Regions from separate parts of the Danio rerio genome. Here region 1 is linked to region 2. A link is a contact called in public Micro-C data. All regions are on one chromosome and are shown on one strand. The core of a region is the stretch at or near the end of the contact, and the rest is flanking DNA. Distances in the headings are between cores, read along the strand shown.

What was found. Hi-C and Micro-C count contacts between places; a contact is called where the count stands out from the background.
Region 1: a contact with region 2 is called in a Micro-C map of caudal fin, with 2.2 times the contacts expected there. The contact joins the promoter of mindy4 here to the promoter of dmap1 in region 2. A contact is called at or near these places in 2 of 18 Hi-C or Micro-C datasets (caudal fin and an unstated tissue) and 1 of 4 datasets of contacts at active chromatin or transcription factors (embryo).

What each region holds. Positions count from the first base shown.
Region 1 is chr8:20,374,552-20,377,748 of GRCz12tu, reverse strand. It overlaps mindy4 (MINDY lysine 48 deubiquitinase 4), which reads left to right and starts at 1,359. Exons shown (of 18, transcript XM_002663403.8): 1 at 1,359-1,673; 2 at 1,865-1,984; 3 at 2,424-2,626; 4 at 2,711-2,951; 5 at 3,091-3,197. The coding sequence starts at 1,611. It overlaps nexn (nexilin (F actin binding protein)), which reads left to right. Exons shown (of 15, transcript NM_001083855.2): 15 at 1-120.
Region 2 is chr8:20,226,046-20,229,187 of GRCz12tu, reverse strand. It overlaps dmap1 (DNA methyltransferase 1 associated protein 1), which reads left to right and starts at 1,353. Exons shown (of 11, transcript NM_200255.1): 1 at 1,353-1,450; 2 at 1,886-1,993. The coding sequence starts at 1,895. obscna (obscurin, cytoskeletal calmodulin and titin-interacting RhoGEF a) reads left to right here. Exons shown (of 85, transcript XM_073910182.1): 85 at 1-1,184.

The sequences.
Region 1 (3,197 bases), core at 110-2,609, 150 kb before region 2:
ATTACAATGTAGTTAAGGTAATGTATGGACTGTGTATGTAGGCTAGCAAGATGTGACTTTAGGTTTTAGGCAGAATGTTTGTGGTATGTACAAAATTCTAATAAAATTCATCAACTTTGAGTGGTGTTGGCTGTTTTTATGTTACTTTTTTTCTGTGAAAAGACTCTATAAGGGGTCTTGCACTCATAGCATATACACTCACCGGCCACTTTATTAGGTTCACCTTACTAGTACCTTGTTGGACTGCCTTTTGCCTTCAGAACTGCCTTAATCCTTCATGGCATAGATTTAACAAGGTACTGGAAATATTTTGTCAGAGATTTTGGTCCATATTGACATAATAGCATCACACAGTTGCAGATTTGTCAGCTGCACATTCATGATGCGAATCTCCCGTTCCATCAAATCCTAAAGGAGCTCTAATGGATTGAGATCGGGTGACTGTGGAGTCCATTTGAGTACAGTGAACTCATTGTCACGTTCAAGAAACTAGTTTGAGATGACCACCAGCCTGAACCATTGATACAAGGCAGGATGGATCCATGCTTTCATGTTGTTGATGCCAAATTCTGACCCTACCATACAAATGTTGCGGCAGAAATCAAGACTCATCAGATCAGGCAATCTTCTATTGTCCAATTTTGTTAAGCCTGTGCGAATTGTAGCCTCAATTTCTTGGATAGGAGTGGCACCCGATGTGGTCTTCTGCTGCTGTAGCGCCCATCCGCCTCAAGTTGACTTGTTGTTCAGAGATGCTCTTCAGCATACCTCGGTTGTAACGAGTGGTTATTTGAGTTACTGTTGCCTTTCTATCAGCTCGAACCAGTCTGGCCATTCTCCTCTGACCTCTGGCATAAACAAGGCATTTGCTCCCACAGAACTGCCGCTCACTGGATACTTTTTATTAGCAATTGGACAGGTGTACCTAATAAAGTGGCCGGTCAGAGTAAATGAGACAGATCTGGCAAATTAATTTCCTTCTTAAAACGCTTTTTTGAACCAGCTCAAATATGGATTTGTATTAGGTTTATCAGTGCGTGTATTTCTGCAAGATATTTTACCTATCATTTCAATTCTTTAAATAAAAGTGTAAACATTATTATTAGCATATATGAGATGACCTTACCATTGATGAAAAATTAAAACAGCTTTTCCATTTGGCTGTCGCTAGAACAGGATATTCTCCAACCTTACATTGAAATAGATTTTTGTAGCCACTTTTCACTTGTGTCATGAAATAAACCGAGAAGTGTAAAGTAAAGTGAAAAGAATCTGTAAATACGTCAAAATACGTAACGTGTTTTATCCGCACGGAGGCGCAGCTGCGTCATTATCCATGCATTCACCAACATTTTGCTGGTAACTATAGCAACAAGGCGAAAAGCTAGACCGCTAGTTAGCAAGCGTCGCAGCTATCCTTACCTTATCATAGAATTTATCCCCTAAAAATACAAATAAATAAAATTCCAAGCTGAAATGCTGTATGATGAAATTATGACCTATATTTTGTCCAACAGTATTTGAAGTGTGTGTAGTTTGGTGTTGTTTACACCTGGAGCTAGCAAGTTTGCTAGCTATAACGTTATCTCAGCACCGCTGTGTTGTGATCTATGATGGGCAAAGATGTGGAGGATGTTTCTGCGTCTCTAGTACGGGAATATCTCAGCCGAAAGGTAGGCAACAGACTTGTGTTTTTTTAACAGACTAATTCTATTTCAACGAAAACATTGTATTAAACTGTAAACATTGTACTTTGACTCATTGGCTAACTACAACACTGTTCCTGTGCTACTTTAGTAACGTTAGTTACTGGAATGAAATGCATATCGCATACTTCTGAATGAATCATGAAATGTTTTTGCAGGGCCTCAAGAAAACCATAGCTTGCATGGATGAAGAACTTCCACGAACTCATTCAAGCGTCAATAACAGATCAGACCTGCGGAGTATACTTCATCTTGAGGGCCTTTACAAAAAGAATAAGGTATCAAATTGATCAGCATACAGTGCTGGGTTGATTACTTACAAATTGAAGTTTGTCGATGACTACAAATAATGCTTATTACACTGCCTATTAAAGGGTTAAACACTGTTGGTTTATGAGTTGATTTAAAGCTAATAATAAATTCATCAAAATGCATATTTAGAGTCTTCGTCCTCAAGTTCAGAATTGTGGATCAAGTGTTTTTTATTTTACATGAAATTAAGATTTATTATTGGCAGTTTATTTTGTGAATATTCAAAGTTAAATTGTATGTTATTAAATAAAACTTTAGGATAATTTTATTGTACATTTTTAGAATCTCGTTACATATTGTAGATTACACCAAATCAGCAACTACACAGCACTGTCTTATAACCATATTTAAAATATCAAGAATGTTAACAATGCAGAAAGGTCTTAAAAGTAATTTGATTTTTAGGCAGAAGAGCATCCTTTGAAGTCAATGTTAGAGATGATTGTGAAGGACAGAATGAGTGAAGGTGGAAAAACCAAAGGTCATCGACAAGGTGACGTTCAAGCACATGCATTGGATCAAACCATGTCCAGTTCTTCCATAGATATGACTGAGACTATTAAGAGAGATGAAAGTTGTTTGCACAATCTCTCGTCGAACAATCCAAGGTATTTGAATAATTAAAATCTACTGTAGATTTCACGTTCATTTGTTTGAGACTCTAACAGCTACGAACGTTCACTTTTGCACAGGTTATCTGAAAGCAGCCGTGTGTCACAGGTTATTGTGTCTCCCCAAACACCTTCTGAAAAGAGACAAGACAAGGCAAAGACAAGTTTGGACCTTTCATCATCTAGCCGGGATAGTCTCTTAACCATGTCTAAAGAGGGATTTCTCTCTGAGACAAAGGTTCTAGATACTGACAGCCAGAAGAACAGAGGCAGCAGGATAAGACGAGGGATTATGGCAGGTCCTATTTGCAGTTCCTCACAGGTGATGAATTATGGTTTATTAAATTTAAATAAATTCATTCAAAATTCAAATCCTGCATCTAAGTGACATTATATGTTGTAATTAATTTCAGTATTTGAGTTTTGCTTTTACATAATTTTTTTCATTCCATTTTTCATAGGAAAGTAACAGAAGACGTCCAACACGAAAAACAGCTTCATCTGTCATAGAAACAATGGAGGATTGCAGGCAAGCATCAAACTGGACGAATGGCTTCAATACTACAAA
Region 2 (3,142 bases), core at 104-2,603:
ACTGCTTTGTCATTGATACATTCATTTTATAAACATGATTTTAAAATAGTGTGAACAAATCTGTATCACGGCTTTATGAATGGCATAAAAACTGTTTTTACAAACTTTTAAAAATGTAATACACATTTTAAATGATTTAGGGTGCTTTTGATTCACACATTTAGCTGGAATTACTGAAGAATCCCAGTTTGTCTGTCCGTCTATCAATCTGTTAATCTATGAATGCAAGATGTTGGGTTTTAGCTGTTATATAATAATCTAATCTATATAATCTAATAATATAATAATCTGATAATCTATTGTTCATTTATTCGTTCATTTTCTTTTTGGCTTAGTCCCTTTATTATCTGGGGTCGCCACAGCGAAATGAACCGGCAACTTATCCAGCATATGTTTTAAGCAGAGGATGACTTTCCAGCGGGTGAAGCAGTGGTGCAGTAGGTAGTGCTGTTGCCTCACAGCAAGAAGGTCACTGGGTCGCTGGTTCGAGCCTCGGCTCAGTTGGCGTTTCTGTGTGGAGTTTGCATGTTCTTCCTGCGTTCGCGTGGGTTTCCTCCGGGTGCTCTGGTTTCCCCCAGAGTCCAAAGGCATGCGGTTCAGGTGAATTGGGTAGGCTAAATTGTCCGTAGTGTGTGAATGTGTGTGTGGATGTTTCCCAGAGATTGGTTGCAGCTGGAAGGGCATCCGCTGCATAAAAACTTGCTGGATAAGTTGGCGGTTTATTCCGCTGTGGTGACCCCGGATTAATGAAGGGACTAAGCCGACAAGAAAATGAATGAATGAATGCCCTTAATGCAATTTCATAATCTATTGTTTACTTCTTGTTAATAAAATGATTTGCCTTTGTCATATCTGGGAAGACTTTCTTGTATTATTTGAGTGAGGTGTTTAAATGCACATTTTACTTCATGTGTGAGGATTTATTTCCAGTATATATTTGATAAGGCTGAGGATTGTTGCTTCTTTGCAGTCACTAGAAATAATTTAAATCGCTTTTCTTTAACAATTGTTTAAAATAAAAATTTTAACAAATATTTTTTGCCAGCATTATTTGCTACAATATAAATGTTTTATTTCACTGTAATGTTATTTTTGGCTTATTTTGCGTCAAATTATATTCTAACATACACGCACACTCAGTATGTATACTGCTTAAAAAAATAAAGGAAACACTTGGAGTTACATTGTGTTGTTTAAGTGTTTTTCTTTTTTTTTTTTTAAACAGTATATCGCCCTAAGACCACTGGGCTGGGAATATGAAAGACTATTTGATGTACTATCTACTTTTGTCCGATAGTTGGCGGAGGTGTACACAACTGTATCCTAAAGCACGGAGAAAACTACCATCGAAGAAAAGACCTCCATCCGCCGAAATAGCATTCAGCTAACGTTCTCCCGTAAATAAAAACTGACATATTTTAGATAAACAGACTACGTGTCTTTTCCTCAGGTAAGTTTTAATTTCACTTTTAATATACTTAGAGATTGTAAACGAAGTCTAGGAGTTATACATATTCTAAAAGTAGTTCCCGCCTGTCAGGTTATGTTAGCTTGGTAACGCAGCTCATTGGTTCCGATTTCAGGTTTATCAACTCTCATTTTATTAGTCTTCATTTACTTATCTATGTCATACCCGATCAAACAGATCCAGCAAACAGGTTTTCCCATGTAACCCCGGCTTGTTGTTTGTGTTTGGGGAAAAATTGTGAAATAAACTGCTGTTCAGCCCTAGTCTAACAAAGACGTTTGTTGTTTATTTGTTTTTCTCTATTTGCTTTTTTCTTCACTCTATATATATATATATATATATATATATATATATATATATATATATATATATATATATATATATATATATAATTATTTTTTTTTCTGATAATATTAGTGCCTGACCATGACGACCGGTGCTGATGTGAGGGATATTCTGGAGCTGGCAGGAGGAGACAATGATTCAGGACCCATCAGTAAGAAGGACATCATCAACTCAGACAAGGTAACCCGTCACAGATGAGGACCAATACCACCGAGATGCTGAAGATTACGTTTTGCAGTTGCTTCCACGATTGGGATAAATTGGTTTTATATTTGCACATTCAGTCTTTCTTCTTAAAAATCTATCTTTAGAAAAGTATTATTTGTAAAATTCTATATTCTATATCTGTATTGTAGGTCTTAAATTGTTTTAAACAGGTCTTAATCTTGATTTGTCCAAGTAAAGCTACTTAATTTGGGCTGACATCCTTCCAATGACCAACAATACGTCTCAATAAAACCTTATTTTTATATTTAAGTTTTTCATTGCAAAGATATACAATTCACAACAGCTGTTAGACATTTTTACAGCAAATACCTCAAATTATATTCCTTAATTAAGGGGAAAAAACTAAAAACATTTACATGATTCCTTGTGATAATATCAGGCCATTAAAAAAAATCTTAACCCCGTATAAGTCTAAAATGTCATTCATAATGGTCCTAAAAGGGTCTTTAAAAGTCTAAAGTAGCATGGTAAACAATATTAAGAATGTGTCACAAGTTGTCACTGAACGATGAATGCGCAGTGGCATAGCGGATGGGCACACAAAAAATGGTGTCAACCGATCATTTAAAAGAATAAATATATTGTTCAATTTGATTTAATGATCAATAAAAATACTATAATCCATTACATCCCCTTCATTTAAATTTTTTTTGTAAAGATAAAGGATAAAATATGCAATTACATAATAACAGATCTATATTCTTTTATATTGCTGTTTTACTTTTGTGTGTTATATGTCTGCTAAAACATTCTTTTAAAATGAGTTTTTTTATCATAAAAAATGTCATTTGCTCTCCCCTAAATAAAAAGGAAAATATTCACGAGTAATGTCTTATTGTTAACCGTATGACCAAAAATAAAACAGTAGACTATTTAAAACAGTTTTGGCTGTTGATGACAAAATCATGCAATCTTAAAAGCTTCACATTAATTAGTTTTACCACAACAAACCAGACTGACTTTCCAAATGTATTATTTTTTCAGCACTGGAATTATGCATCCAAAATGCAAAAATTTTAAAGTTTAAATGCTTATTGGATTGTTTCACAAGCTTCTCATGACTACATTATTTAGATGTAGATTATAGATTGCGCTATGCCA